Linked DNA regions of Zea mays: all the other regions are linked to region 1. Evidence: chromatin contacts called from public Hi-C data. All regions are on one chromosome and are shown on one strand. Each heading gives the region's core, a stretch centred on a gene start, on an enhancer-like site or on the middle of the called end of the contact. The rest is flanking DNA. Distances are from core to core; before and after follow the strand shown. Region 1 holds the start of LOC100274659. Region 2 holds the start of LOC103633234 (abnormal spindle-like microcephaly-associated protein homolog). Region 3 holds the start of LOC100277921.

The links. A called contact is a pair of places that touch in the nucleus more often than the background predicts.
Region 2: a Hi-C map of leaf shows a contact between it and region 1, with 6 times the contacts expected there. The contact joins the promoter of LOC103633234 here to the promoter of LOC100274659 in region 1. A contact is called at or near these places in 3 of 25 Hi-C or Micro-C datasets (ear, leaf and tassel).
Region 3: a contact with region 1 is called in a Hi-C map of ear, with 2.4 times the contacts expected there. The contact joins the promoter of LOC100277921 here to the promoter of LOC100274659 in region 1. A contact is called at or near these places in 2 of 25 Hi-C or Micro-C datasets (ear and tassel).

Annotation. Positions count from the first base shown.
Region 1 is chr7:162,182,090-162,187,068 of Zm-B73-REFERENCE-NAM-5.0, reverse strand. LOC100274659 reads right to left here and starts at 1,961. Exons shown (of 1, transcript NM_001148984.1): 1 at 1,257-1,961. The coding sequence starts at 1,828. The coding sequence ends at 1,472.
Region 2 is chr7:162,422,150-162,427,128 of Zm-B73-REFERENCE-NAM-5.0, reverse strand. It overlaps LOC103633234 (abnormal spindle-like microcephaly-associated protein homolog), which reads left to right and starts at 2,700. Exons shown (of 20, transcript XM_008654930.2): 1 at 2,700-3,492; 2 at 4,125-4,593; 3 at 4,693-4,775; 4 at 4,914-4,979. The coding sequence starts at 2,866.
Region 3 is chr7:162,403,431-162,408,409 of Zm-B73-REFERENCE-NAM-5.0, reverse strand. LOC100277921 reads right to left here and starts at 2,236. Exons shown (of 11, transcript NM_001151364.1): 1 at 1,872-2,236; 2 at 1,419-1,518. The coding sequence starts at 2,052.

The DNA.
Region 1 (4,979 bases), core at 712-3,211:
CTAGAGCTAGAACCTAAAGCCATCCCAAACACCTCATAATCTGCTAATTCGCTTGTCAACCACTTGAAATTATAAACTGCTTCCGATTTGCTTTCATTTGTGAAGCGACAATTGGATGCGAATATGAACTGAAAAAACCGAAAACATTTATCTTAGTGTAATACAGTAGACAAACTCCGACGCGGATACAGCCTAGCACATAGTTTAAACATCTCTGCTATCTCTTAATGCAAAACATGCTGATCTGTAAAAAACTAATTTGAAAAAAAGAATAAGTCGAGAACGGTTGATCTCCTTTAAAGTCAACACGGCCTAGATCAGAACTGTTCGTGCGTGGAACAGAATCTCGGTTGGAAAACAAAACCAAAAAATAGCTTACATATGTTTGACAAATCAATCCATAGCTCAACTAATTTAGTTAACCGCCTTTAGAAGCGCATGTTAATGACCAAAATAATTTTATCTACAAAGAAAACCAATATACATGGACAATTGAACGAACGTGCTGGTGAGAACTCGGCGTTGGAGAAGCCAAAAAATAAAAAAAATAGAGAAAAAACAAACGGACGACATGTTCAGAAATCAAGCGCCAGAAATGGTCAGAATTCACGATGGAGTAAAAAAAGGTTTTTCTGGTGTGCTCATTTTTACCCTTAGTTGTGTTTTTTTTTTTTTGCTCAGTTTTGCCTTTTTCAGTGCTATAGAACAGAAGGGTAAAACTGAGCAAAAAACACAACTAAGGGTAAAAATGAGGACAACAGCAAAACCGAGGGCACCACCATAAAAACACCAAAAAAAAAAAGAATGAGAGCAGCTGAGGAATGGATGTTCACCATCTCAATCACTCTGACCTCGAGCGCCTCCAATGTCTACATAATGGTATGTCCAATGTCTACATAATGGTATGAACAGAGGAGGCACAAGGCATCAGAACAGACAACAGGGATTCTATTGTACTGCATGTCAATATTCCTGCTTCATCTTCATCCATGATCTGATGATCATAAGTGGATTAAGAGCAGTAGAGCACTACTAAACGAAACAGCACAGTACAGATTTAGCGACACGATTCAGAAACCCTCCACTTCAAAAGCAGTTCAACCAAGCTGAAATGAGCTAAAATTACTAACAAAGTACAAGCTCCGATGGTAATCTGTACTCCATAGTTCCACAATCCAATGTCCAAAGCAAAAACAGGTAAGCAGAGATGTATCTACTCAACAAAAAAAAAGATAAATAACTCTTCATAGCTTATATGTCTATCAATATACTTTATTAAGATAGATTGGTCTCCTGATCCAAGACCTAACAAATGTACACCCTATCTGGTATCTAATGCTATGCTACTAGTATGAATATGGCAACAAATGGCTAAGCCACGCATGCATGGATTGACGGAGGTGCTAAATAACTAAAACAGCAAGTAATATCAAGTAACATGATCTGATCGTCAATCAGACCATGGTCCGTCTCACTCGGGTATGGTCTGCAGCGACGGCCGCCACTGCCCCTCCTCCCTGTGCCGGAAGTTGGAGCTAGTGCTGGCCACGCACAGGAGCTCCGAGATGACGTCCTGGACGGGCACTCCGCAGCCACCGCCGTGCTTGCCGTCCTCTACGCGCCGCAGCAGCTCCTCCAGCTGCTTCCTAGTGATCCTGATCTTCACCTCCGTGGCCGCCGCCGGCGCGTGGCCGGCGCCCTCGCCCTCGCCCTTGCACGCCTCCTCCCTCCTGTCCTCCACCCACACGGGGTTCGTCCTGGCGTAATGCACGGAGCCCGCACTGCCGCTGCCACCGCGACGAGGCCTCTCGAGACAGCAGTTTCCCATCGATCGGGTTCCCCCTGGTGGGCACGGCACGGGAACTGGATACGGATCGGCTGCTGCTGGAGGCGAAGGACGAGCGAGTTTCGTCCGTGTGCAGTGTGGCCGAAATGATTGGTGCGTGGAAGAAACCGCAGATCGTTTACGAGGGCGGCCGTGGTGGAGTAGTTATAGGCGCGGCGGGCAGAGACGGGAGGGGAGGGGCCGAAGGAACGAGGAGGAGGAGGACGGGACAGGGGGAGCCGGGAGCAGATGCGCGTCCGGGACACGTGGATGGCCGTGATCGGGGTCGCGGATGACGGGCCCGTGGGCGGGCCGACCACGTCGCCGCGCTGGCTCGTCGTTGGGTGTGGGATGGGCTCGATCGGGCTCTGGCGGTGCCGCAAAGTGTGAAACGGGGGGAAAGGGGGATCGTGTTTAAAAGCAAAGTGGGACCTTGTAAACGTGCCTGCCGTTGGCGACGACAGCGCTTTGTATTTGCAGTAGTTTTTTTTCCCCTGTGAACAAATATTTATTGGACGGTTTGTACTTCTTTACTTTGTACGTTTCTGAGCTGCTGTTATGCACGCCAGTATGCCACGACCACTTGGTTTTCTTAACTGTGCGATGCCCCACGTGGCATTGGCAGCTAGCTTGTACGACTTGCATGCGCTCGAGAAAAAATATCTATATGCTTGTGTAGCTTACTAAAAGAGTAGCGCAGCTTGCTAATCATGCTAGCTAGTGTTGTACAACAGAGAAAAAATATCTACATGCCTTGATGTCTTCAATCTCACTAGCTTCATCATCATCATGAACACGAGACAACAGAGAAGGAACGCTAGTTCAATCAGTTCAAGTCCTTAGCCATATTTCTTCACTCCAGAGTTAATCTGACCTTACGGGCAACAGTTCATCATCGGTATGTTTGTTTGCATACCTATCGTGCCAAGCATTGACACACGTTTTCTACCATACTTGTCTAAGGTTATGGACATGTTTGTTTTCCTACCTAAGGTGCTATAATATGTCTGAGCTAGTTGCTTAATAAAAAATTAACCTTAGATAGAAAAGTTAGACACGTTGTGGTATTTTAGGCAGCAAATCAAACAACCCATAGGTGTTCAAATTCCGCGTCAGACCATGGTGTGACTAAGAGAATTTTGTCACACTTTTTATGAGTCATTGATGACCGGAACCTACGCATCAGTAGAAAAATCATGTTACAACCGCGGCTACAAACCAAAAGCACGCCTAACTCTATCAAACCTGGCTAGCCTTAGGCTTGAAAAATTATGGCAAGCGAGGTAGCGAAACAAACAGGCTAAAATTTCGCCTGCAGCGCCACAGTAGTTTTAGATCTTTTTATTATCTTTGCTGGTCTCTCTACGTACTATAGTCTATAGTATAGTCTGGAAAACTATAAAGTCAATTCGCAGATGCTAATACATTTTAAGTTCAGCGACAATGCGGAGTTTTACCATCCCTTTTGAAATATGATACGCTTTTTCCCTCTCAGAAAATCATACGGTTCGCTGCTGCTGTTGTTTTTCCCAGTTGTTGCAGCTTATCATTAGGCTGACTTGTGTAATCATGAACCATATCCCAACCGGAGAATGATTAGCAGTTAGCGTATGGCATTGGTACCACCTCTCTGAATAATATAATGCAGGTCTACACTAGCACTACTACATCCCTGAAACGGTCCTCTCACCTTGAATGATTTGATTTTGGTCCCAACCATTGCAACTTCTGGAACGAACCATGCATGGCTGGGTATCCATGCTAGCTCCTCCTGCTTCCAATCTAACTCCGGCTTAGTACTAGTAAACAATCTTCTGGTAACCACCGTTTCCTTTTTAATCCCCTGCAGAATAAAAAGAAGACGGTGCAGGTTGTGGCGTTCTTAGAACAATCATGGGGTGGTGCCAACCACTGTAAGCTAGCTAAAATGGTTCGGTTCAGACCTGGGAACTGCATCATCGAGGTAGTACTACTAGTAAGGTGGACGCATGATTGGTTGCAGTATATATATGTATATACCTGTCCGATCAGACACGCATTATACTCCAACAGCTGAGACCTGAGATCCGTCGAGTCATCTAGGTCAACACAATTCCCCGGTTGGTTGGGGGATATATGCCGGGTTGGTCCGGCCACCTGACTGATTGGTTTCTTTGGGACCGCCCGCCAGCCTCTGACCCCCATGCACATCGCCGCCACCGGCCAGGAGTTGGCCGGTCGCCGTCGCCGCCGGCTGGCTGGCTGGCTTGCTTGCTTCCCGTGGAGGCGGAGGCGACCCAACCGCGCTCATTTGACAAGCAGCGCCCTCTGCCTTTTACCAGTGGTTGACATTGTGATGGTACTGGCGATCGCTCCAGTTTGTTTTTCTGCCTGTGAAGTTGTGCTGCTGTTGGGACCTGGGACTCGGGAGGACGATTGATTCTGATTGCAACGCCGACGTGGTAACTGAAACGAAAGCGGGCGGCTATTGCAAGCAAGTTCCGTCGTTCATGTGCAAACTTGAGTGATAATATATTTTTTTTGACAAGTAACTTGAGTGAAACAGTGCCGGGAAATTGTTTCGTGGTGGGATAAAGGCCCTTCATAAACAGAACGCTAGGCTGTTTCTAGTTTGTTGCAGCCAGATGCAATCCTATTCTGTTGCAGCCTCTCGAATCTACAAGCTGTAGATCTATACACACAAAAGTCATAGCTGCTTGAGACTCCATATAACTTCTGTCCACGTGGGGGTCTGCAGCTGATAAATGTGAGGGGTTCTATCGGAATGGATTTGCATTCAGTATATATAGGGACTTTTTTCCGTTTGTATTGGTTGAATCGAATAGAAAAGAAGATTATAACGAAGAAAACCCAAGTGAGACGGGCTACGGGATGAGACGTTGGGCCTGCGTGAGTGAGTAAAGTGTTTCAGGCCGAGGCTTTAGTGAGCAGACAGATGGGCCTGCGCCTTTGTGCAAAGTCTGGATAGCAGACAGATGGGCCTGGCGATAAACTGTTCGTGGGTCGGTTTTACATTCACAGTGAGATGGGCTCGCTAAATCTTGAACGCTTAAGCCCAATGGAGAGCGGCCCACTTTGTCTTTGCTCGATTTTGCGTAATTTTGAAACCAACGATTTGTTCTCGCATTGATTTTTGGGGTGCTCCTGTACAGGA
Region 2 (4,979 bases), core at 1,451-3,950, 240 kb before region 1:
CATATGCAGATGACACCAGGGAGCACTGTTATTTGCTCAAGAGAGAAGGAACATGTAAGAATTAAACAGATCATTTTTTTATAAATGAAGAAACAAAACTTTAAATGGCACTAACAATATCTAAGCAAAATTTTCAGGCATGCATACTTAATCAAGCTTGAGATTAAGAGTTGCGGTTTATATAGCTTGTTCCCATGTGTTAATGGTAACAAGATCCACCGTGCAGGGTAGAAATAGATTAGAAGATCTATACCTCGAAGAAAAGGCAGCTGGATCAGCTCGTTCAGCGCGTTCCCCTTGTTCTGCTTTGGCTCGACCTTGATGTCCTTCTCCGCGTGCGGGAGCAGAGACAACATGTACTACATTAGATAGAGGACACTCACATGTACGTGATGCGGCGGGAGCAGGTAATGAGTACCTTTTCCCTGTTCCAGAACGGCGCCACCGCGACCTCGACGCCTGTGGAGGCGGGCTCGACGTCAGGGACCGGGTCCTTGAAGCCGAAGAGCGTACCCTCCAGACACGCCGATGCGAGGTGGTCAGGCTTCCCTGCATCGGTCGCCTTTACGGGGGCATCGACGTGTTTCTCCTTCTTCGCGTTGGTTGTGAGGCAAGGTGGTTACGCGCGCAGGAAGTCCCTCTGCGCGTGGAGCCACGCCAGCGGCCACGACCGCCCCATGGTCCCCTCCTCCGTGTCGTCCCCTCCATCGAGGAACGCCGCGTCACATGACTTGGAGAGGAACGACCGGAACCAAGACCTTTACAACTTGTCCTAAGGTCCTCCATCGCTCTGACTGCTCCTGTTCTACCGGCTGAGACATCATCGCATTTGCTTTGCTTCTGCGACTGCGGATCCGGCGATCGACAGGAGGATATCGATCCCGGCTGTCTCGCAGCTGTGCGCGCTGGCGACAGCCTACCGGCCACCACGATACAATCGCGCCGCCGATCTGTCAGGCTCGATGGCGGCGTCCCAAACGAAAAGGGGAAGGACCGAAGGAATCAGGCGGCATCGCCCAGGTAGATACATAGATAGATAAGAGAAAGGCGACGATTACTGCAGATCTTGACTGGGGCGTGGATTCGGAGGAGATTGGGCTAGGAGAGGAGCACCCGCTTGCCCTCTACGCAGAGCTACCGGATCTCCGCCTCGGACAGCTGCACCTGGCGCCCTCCTCGCGCCGCCACCGGCAACCGCTGAATCCTCGGTGGTGGAGTTGTTGAAGGACAGGGGCATGGCCTCCCTCGATTCGACCACCACCCGGTGCCTGCGTGCTTGGTCGCAGTTGCCGCCGTTGAGGCCGTGCTCGGAGGAATACCAAGTCCCTGTCGCAAAGAACGTGGGAGGAAGAGGTAGGGGAGAGATAGGTACAGGGAATCAGCAACCACGGGAGGGCGGTAATCCTGCTCACCAGAGTTGGGGAAGGGGCTCGGGCGGGGGCATGGCTGCGCCCTTGTTGTCCTTCTTCTTGAGGGACTCGAGCGCCGCGAACAACTTGTGGCAGGGGAAGGGGCCACAATGGCATCCTCGTCCTCCTCCTCCTCAACAGCCATCACCTCCTCCTCTGCTCCTCCCTTGCGAGACGACGGGCCCTTGCGCAGAGACGACGGGGGCAGGGGAAGGGGCGCCCTTGCGAGACGACGAGCCCTTGCGCAGAGACGACGAGCCCTTGCGAGACGACGTTGGCAGGGGAAGGGGAGCCGAGGACTTGCGCGTAGGAGGGCAAGGATGGTGGGGGCGGGTGGGGGCGAGGACGGCGGAGAGCGGACGAGGGCGAGAATGGTGGGTAATCCCGGGAATGGCGCCCTTCCTTCGATGGAGAGTCGGGCGAGGGCGAGGATGGCGGCAGAGACGCGGGCATGGCAGAACCACCAACTTGTGCACACCTACACTAATAACTTAAACAGTAGTAAAGATTCGTTGGTTGAAGAACTACCACAAGCCATTCCAAGGATTGGACACCCAGTTACCCAGCTCGGCAGTGGATAGACCAGGCACTGGTTGGAGTTTAAACTATACTAATGGCAACCACAATTTACATAGATTATTTTTTTACAATATCCAAGTAGTCTATAAGAAGAATACCACTAGAGATAAAGATCCCTCGACCACATTTTGGACCACTAGAGAGAGAGAGAGAGAGAGTAGAAAACTAATATGTTTACTACTCATGAGTAGTTCTATGGACACTATTGTCAGATCCCACAATGTTTCAGCTAACTGTTAGATAATATTTTAGTCATATAAACTACTTTCATCCAAAAAATTAGAGGAAATTGATCGATCATGATTCATACAAAATTAAAATAGCAATCAAGAGAAAACGATAATTATTGAACTTTATATTAAATGAAACCAAATTTAACGATGTAAGTAATAACTAGAAAAATTGAGTTAGTATAATTTAAAAATATTTAATAACCTACAATTTGGAAACTGTTAGAGGTTAAAATTGTTTTTGTTCTTAATATATATTTAGCAACTTGTTAAATCTAAGTTTAAAGAGTTATTTTTTAGTAACCGATGGAGATTCTCTAACCCAGTTGTCCAGACCGAAAGAAAAAAAAATGAGACATCGTCTTAGAAAAGTTTGAAAAAAATAATGTTTTTGTCGGTGTCAAACTGCCAATGGATCGAGGCCCATGTAAACCTGGCCCAACAGAGGAGCGTGAAATTCGAAATTCGACCGTTCGACATCACCAAAACCATGAATCCCGCCCAAACGCCAATTACTGAGTACTGATCCCGAATCCCCAACCATTCGAACGCCACGGCCATCCCCCTCGAATCCCCTCCAACTCGAACATTCCGGAATCCATGGAGGCCGGCCCCCAAACCTTCTAGAGCGTGCTTCTCCGGTCGCCATGAGCCGCCGCGAGCCGGACACCTCCCCCTTCTGCGACCTCTCCAACCTCCGCACCCCGAGACCCAACCCCAAAACCGTACCTCCCTCGCCTCAGTTCTTCACCGCCTCCAAATCCGCCCTCCAGGCTCCCACTCCGACGTCACTCCGCCGCCGGAGGCCTGGCGACGGCGTCCCTACCCCGACGCCCCTCGGCCGCCGCCTCCACGCCCTCGAGGTCGACCAGTCGCGCTCCGCCCGCCGCGCCGAGTCCGGCCGTGAGCGCGCCCTCCGTACCTTTTCCGCCTCCGCCTCGTCATGGCTATCCCTCCTCCTACGCGACCCCTCCGCCTGCGGGTGCTTCCCAGGGTTCACCGGTTCCGCCGCGGCCGCGCAGCCCTGGGCTACGGGGAAACGCGGCGCGCTCGATGGAGACCGGGCGCGTGGGGGGCGCAGCCCGAAGAGGTGCCGCGGTGGTGGTGATCGCGGCGGAGAGAGGAGCAAGGAGATGACGCCGGCGATGGTGGCCGCGTTAAGGGAATCTCTTAAGGATGCGTGCAGCCTGGAGGATGTCACGGAGAGGATGGAGAAACACATGAGTAAGGGCGCGTGTGAGGAGGTGCTCTTTATGATGTTTCAAATTTGTAAGGTGAGAAAAAATCGAGGCTCGAGGGTTCAAACTCTACGGCTATGGCATATAACATTCTTATTATTGTGGCCTACGGTACATGCTAATTTTGCTTTGTTAGAAATTTGAAACAACGAATTATCTAATTTCGACCTGTCGTCAAACTGAGATTGTATTTGAAGAACTGGGCATGGCAAGCTGGCAACATTTAAATTGCGAGTGTAGATGTGATAAAGTATAGTATCGTCTTTGAAAATAACTTATGTAAGATGTGAAAATTGGATATGAGTATATGAAACATATGGTAACATTATGCATCACTTCGTTATCAGTATGACTGTATGAGTGCCTGCTGTTTTTTTCCCCACAAAAGGGTATGCTAAGAATGAGAGACCGCAAAGTAAAGCAACTAGGATTGTCTTTTGTACATAGCTTTTGCTATGCACTTAAATATACCTTATGTCTAGATATATAATAAAAACTATAAATTTAGAAAAGTCAAAACAATCTATGGAACAGAGGGAGTACTCTCATGCACTTTCTTATTTCCTAAACGGTATCTAGTGATTATAAATGCTATAAAAAGTTTTCCTATATTATTCAGTAGAAACATTATTCTCTAACTGGCACATTATTTCCCCCACCTTTTTCAGAACATCGATGAAGGCAGATTGAAGATGAAAGCACGGTGCCCCCTTGTTACTGACCTTAGGCTCAAAGAGAAAGCAACTAGGGTTTTCATGTCCTACAATCCATATTGGCTCAGGATTGGCTTGCATATTGTTCTCGGTGGTGATTCCTTGCTGCAGACTGGACAAGGAAAACGGGACAAGGAGGTTCATTTTCTAAAACTAATTTTGGAGAAGCATATGCTTTCTCAAATCATGACTGCAAAATCATGTGGTAACAAGAAGCTGGTAGAAGAGCACCATGTACAAGGTTACAGTGATGTGCTGGGCAATATTATATTGAAAAGAATTTTTCTTCTTGTTGTTGCACTAGACAGAACCAAAATAGAAAGTACTCTTCCTCTCGAAGCTGGAATCGATGGCCTTGATGGTGGATCCCCTCTTTTATTTTGTCACCAAAGTCAAATAAAATCTAGTCGTCAAATCATTCAAGGTAATATAGCTGAATCCATCGTTTTTTTATTATTTTTTGCGTCATGCAAGTGTTATATCTAGTTGTCATTCTATTATTTGACTGGTTACTTAATTCTAGAGTCTTTGAGGGAGACCATGCATGGAGAAGGTGACATTCTGGTACACCTCACAACTATGGGATATAAACTAAATTATCAACAGGTATCCGAATTTGCTGTATTACTGTACCAAACAATTTGCTTTTGTGTTTCGGTTGTATAAGTTTGTTTCAGGAATGGTATAGTTTAAAATCTTGTTTGAATTTTATCGGATTATTCTAATTTTCTTTTTTCTCACCAGCCTGCTTTGTCAGAATATGATTTCACAATGAGGAATTTATTTGAAGATCTCCAAGATGGCATAATT
Region 3 (4,979 bases), core at 987-3,486, 220 kb before region 1:
ACCCTAGGCAGGGGCTAATCTAGGCCAAATGACCATCAGGGTCTTGTCTGAAAATGGTGTGGTCATTAGGAACTGCTTGCTCTATATACAGTAGTATTCAATTGCAATTTCCAAAATTCGTCAGGGTCGGCTGACCCCGATGGCAAGTAATATTCTATTCGAATTTCCAAAAAAATGACAGGCTCAGCTTATCCCAATGGCAAGCTGTAGCTTCACGCCTTCACCCTTGCACCTAGGTGATGCCTTAGTGCCATGATTATATTATTATCTTCCAAAGTATAGAAAGGCCTTCGTTTAGCAATATGTTGACATTGATCCCTCTGAGCACAGAGTAAATCAAACCAAGTGAACATGGATTTGGGCCAACCAAGTGAACATGGATCTGAGCCATCTACTTGACCTCAATGCTTGGGAGCTACATATAGAATTTAAGACAATAAAATGCCCAGTATGGTGGAGTACCAAAAGTAAGAATGAAAGGTGTCATTCGGAGATCATCTAAAACAAGCATACTTCATTGAGGTTCCTATAAGGCAGATACAAATGTCCTATTTCGAAAGTCTATGGTTTCCGAACCAAGCAGAAAATGTTTATCTGCCAAGTGATATTTTTAAAGCCTACTCATAAAAAAACTCAACCTACGGGGGTAAAACAGCCTCTGGGCATTACATTAAGAAGATCTTCTCACACATGTCGAGAAACCCCCGAACCTTAGCCCCACTCATACACAGCGGCATCTTACGGCGTGATTGGTTGGTTGGATTTTGCCCAACCAGGCTGACGGGATCCAGAAATGTGTTGTTTGGATAGCTGAACGGTCCCTGGAACCTGGCTGCCCACGTGCAAACGCCGCCGCCGAGCCTGGTTCCCGGGAAACACATTTCGTTTTCGTTTCTACACAGCCTAGCCCATTCTGTGAGTCCTCGTGTTCGCTGCTCTCTCAAGGCATGCACGAGGCAAGTAGAAAACGACCAACCAATCACACTGCGGTATAATGGTACGAATGGAAACGCCAAACAAACAAGGTGCTGCTGCATGCTCAGAACTTGGTTCGGGAGCGCCTGGCTGCACAGGTACCGGCATGTCATAGAAACGAGAACCAATCACGCCAGTAGCCTATGTAAGAACGGTCGCGACCAAAACCAGGCCTTGGACCTGTGCTTTGCCGTGGAACAGATGAGGGGATTTTTTTTTTAACTCAGGGCCTGAGCAGGGTTACTCGGACAGTCAGACCACCTAACAAACCCAGCTAGAGGCCCTTTCACAAAGCCTACTCGTATAAGATGCGCAAAAATGTAGAATGCATTTATCAATACCGGTTTCAGTCCCACATTCGACGGGTAATACAAAATACAGCGTCCAGGGAAGCAATTAGTGCATAACGGATAGATACAAAAGCAACATCAATATTTCCTTACTTCTTTTGCGAGAGGAACTCTAACGCGTGAAGCACCAACGAGTACAAGTACTCCACCTTCCTACTGTACACTTGAACCGATCCTTGGAGTAATAACGCCGCTGTAGATAAGAAGACACAAATTAACAAGGCAAAATAACTTTGTTCTGGTACATTTCCCATATTTAATTGTCCTTAGAAAGGGTAAAAACCTTGGGCGAGCTAACAACTAAAAAGAAGCTGCTTCCTTTAACATTTATTCAAGCAAAGGAAATAAAACCGCGCAAGATCAAGCAAGTCAAGTCCACATGTTCAAGCCTCCATCCATCGTCAAAGTGTCAAACCACCCGAAGTGTCAAATTTTTAACCTCCCACTCCCAATTCCCAGCTCTCCAGACCCCTAAGATAGCACAGCCGCTGAAAAGAAGTGCCGCACATTGACCGCAAGAAACCCTGGTCCTCCGCACCACCGTACCTTCGGCAAAGTTGACAGAGTGGGCCCCGTCCTCGCCGGAGACCTCCCCTGAGCAGATCTTGAGCAGGTAATCCTCGAGGCTCTTGGCAACGTCCACCTCCCAATTCGACTCGGGGTCCCTGTTCGCCTGCAGAATAGGGAACCTCCCGCCGCTCGAGCCCCCCTCCCCGCCGCCGTCCATGCCTCCGCCCCAGGCTACTAGGCGCAAGAAAGCATCATTCTGCGGTAGGGTTAGAAACCTGGTTCTAGAAGCTTCTGGAAATTGGGCGGGAGACGAAGGCGCGAGAAATCGGAGGTGTGAAGGCTGAAGGGGAAGGAGGCTAGCCGGCTAGGGTTGGGACTTGGGAGGGGGTTTGGGGAATTTTGGATGTCGGGTTCTCCCGCTCAATGGATTTGGATCAGCGGGAGTCGCGTTTCGGCGAGGAGCCGTTGGTTCAGTTTGGAGTCAGCTTCTCTTAGTCTGTCTTCATGTCTTCAGCAATATCCTCTATATTCATACTCTAGATCTGTCATTTACAGTTTTTTATAAAATATTTTATCCTCTATATCTCATTCTCCTCCAATAACGTTCTCTAAATCACGTCATCTATACGTAAATACCTATATTAAAGACATTTTTTTATTTTTTATTTTTGTACATTATTTGTCATTCTCTCAAATATATTGTACATATTTTAGTTTTGCTAAACCGGTTATTTAAAGTATTCAAATGAATAGAGAATCGTTTAGAGAAACTCTATATAGAGAGTGTCAGAGAGGGAATTCTCCGACCGGGTGGCAGAGTGCACTCGCCCTAAATCCTAAGATGAGGAAGGGGCTTAAGCGTTTTGTCTGTCTTGCTAAGCGATCACCAAGCACATGAACACGCGAGGATTTAGAGTGGTTCGGGCCGCCGGATCGTAATACCCTACTCCACTGTGGGTTGGATTGTTGTGGAAGCTTGGGAATCGAGAGTCTGTCTAAGTCTGGTCCTGAGAGAGCTTGTCTTGTAACGCTGCATACCTCCCCTTTTATAGCTAAGGGGGTATGTACAAGAATACTGAGCCCCGGCATGTGGGCCCAGGAACATAACGGATGTAGTACTTGGAGCTACTAATGCTTGCTGCTGGAGCAATCTTCTTGTGCCCTGACATCCGAGATCTGCTGATAGGAACGGGGTGTTCGATCTTCCGTCAGGTGAAGATAACTATTGATTTGGTGGAGATGTCACACAAACGATCCGGCTTCCAATCAACACGACTAGAACCCCGCAATCGCAGCACCACTTCTCCTCTGGTTATCAACCGTGCGCTGCGCGATTGACCTCGCCACGAGGGCTAATTCCTGCCTGAGAATCGAAGACACAAGCAAGAACAAGAAAGAACACAATCTAGAATATTGCGGATGAATGATTAAGCTCACAAGTTGGGGTCTCACAAACCGATCTACGACGACTGTTCTTGACAGATCTAAACTTAAGCAAAACCCAACCTAATGTGGCGACGGCTATTGAATAAATAGAGTATTAGGGCGTGCGTGACCCCTGGACTCGCCCCTAATGGGCTCCGACGCGATACACGGTCCAACGGCCCAACAGATGGTGTCGCAGCACCAAAACAGAATCTGAATGCTGACTTATTTCGACGATTCCCGTTGACTCCGGACGAATTTTAGGATGGAACCAGTTGGGTTGGTTAGATAATCTTCTTATCTTTCCAACCATATCAAGTCCGTCGCAATCGGAGTCTGGATGCATCTTGGGCGTCCATTTTAGTGCAGACTGGTCCTGGAACCCGAGATGGAGTTGCAGTCGAGTCGGACTTGATCTCCTTCCTGTTGTGGGCGCCCTTGTTGCTCCTCCTCAACACCTAGGCCTTTCTCAAGTCCTTGTTGGTCCTCGCCAAGGTTCCTAATCATCAAAACATCCATGGCCCCAAGCATAAGCTCTGAAACACAATTGACTAGGGCAGAACGTACCTGGAGAATTAGCTGTCGTGCACGCGATCGTGTTATCGGTCCATTCATTGTATGTATAGAAGTGATGTCCTCATCATCTGCGTAGCATCGGCGTGCAAGGAAAGCTTCTCATATAAGGGATGATGAGCACAGTGCACCGCGCAGCACGGCCGTACTGTTTTGATAATGGACTGGACATGTGCGCCTTTTGCAGGGTGGCCCTGGCGCCGCCTGCCAGCGGAGTGGACAGGACGCAATAAATGCTGAGGGGGCACATCGCCTGTCAGCAGGGTGGACAGGCGGCGCGTCCTTTCCGCAATAAATGCAGAGACCGCGCGGCCTAGAGACCTTATGTCAGGCTCCGCCCGCTGGCTTACGTCACGGGCAACAAGCCACGTGGCAGCATCGGGTCTCCGCCTGAGCGGGGAGCGCAAGCGTACAAGATAAGGCCTAAAAGCATCTAGGCCCCTGGTTGGTTTTAGTGATTAATGACAACGTAACATTATATGTGACTAACGTGTGTTTTTGCAGAGACAAATGGTAAGTTAGGTCGCATAACAGGTAGAAGTACTACAACGGTGAAAACAATCCCGGAGATAAGAACTCGAAGCGACGGCTAAAACGACGAAACAAAAGGTGAAGGTCTACGGAGTCCGAGTGTCAAGGAGATGTGGACACTCGCGATTTAGTTAGGTCTTTTATTCTCTTTTAGTCGTACTATAAAGAGGGGTTGTCGATGAGTAGTTTGACCAAGAGAGTTCTAGTGTAGTGTTGGTGCACAATCACACTCATACACAGTGCTAGGTGTCACTCTAGAACTCACACTCAAGTTAGAACGAAAACCGATTTGAAAATCAGCTGAAAAACAAGAGTTAGTGTTTCTGGCTTTGGGGCACCGGACTGTCCGGTGTGCACCGGACTGTCCGGTGCACTCTCTGCCAGGTGGGACCAGGCTGGTCCACGGCAGAGGCTTTCCCCTTCGCAGAAACCCGAGAGCACAGCTTTCGGAATTGAATTTTAGTGGCACACCGGACACCGCACCGGACTGTCCGGTGTGCACCAGACAGTGGACTGTTCACTGTCCGGTGCGCCATGAGTCCAACGGCTCCCTGTCAGAACTAGCCGTTGGAAACGACCGTTGGCGCACCGGTGGCGCACCGGACTGTCCGGTGC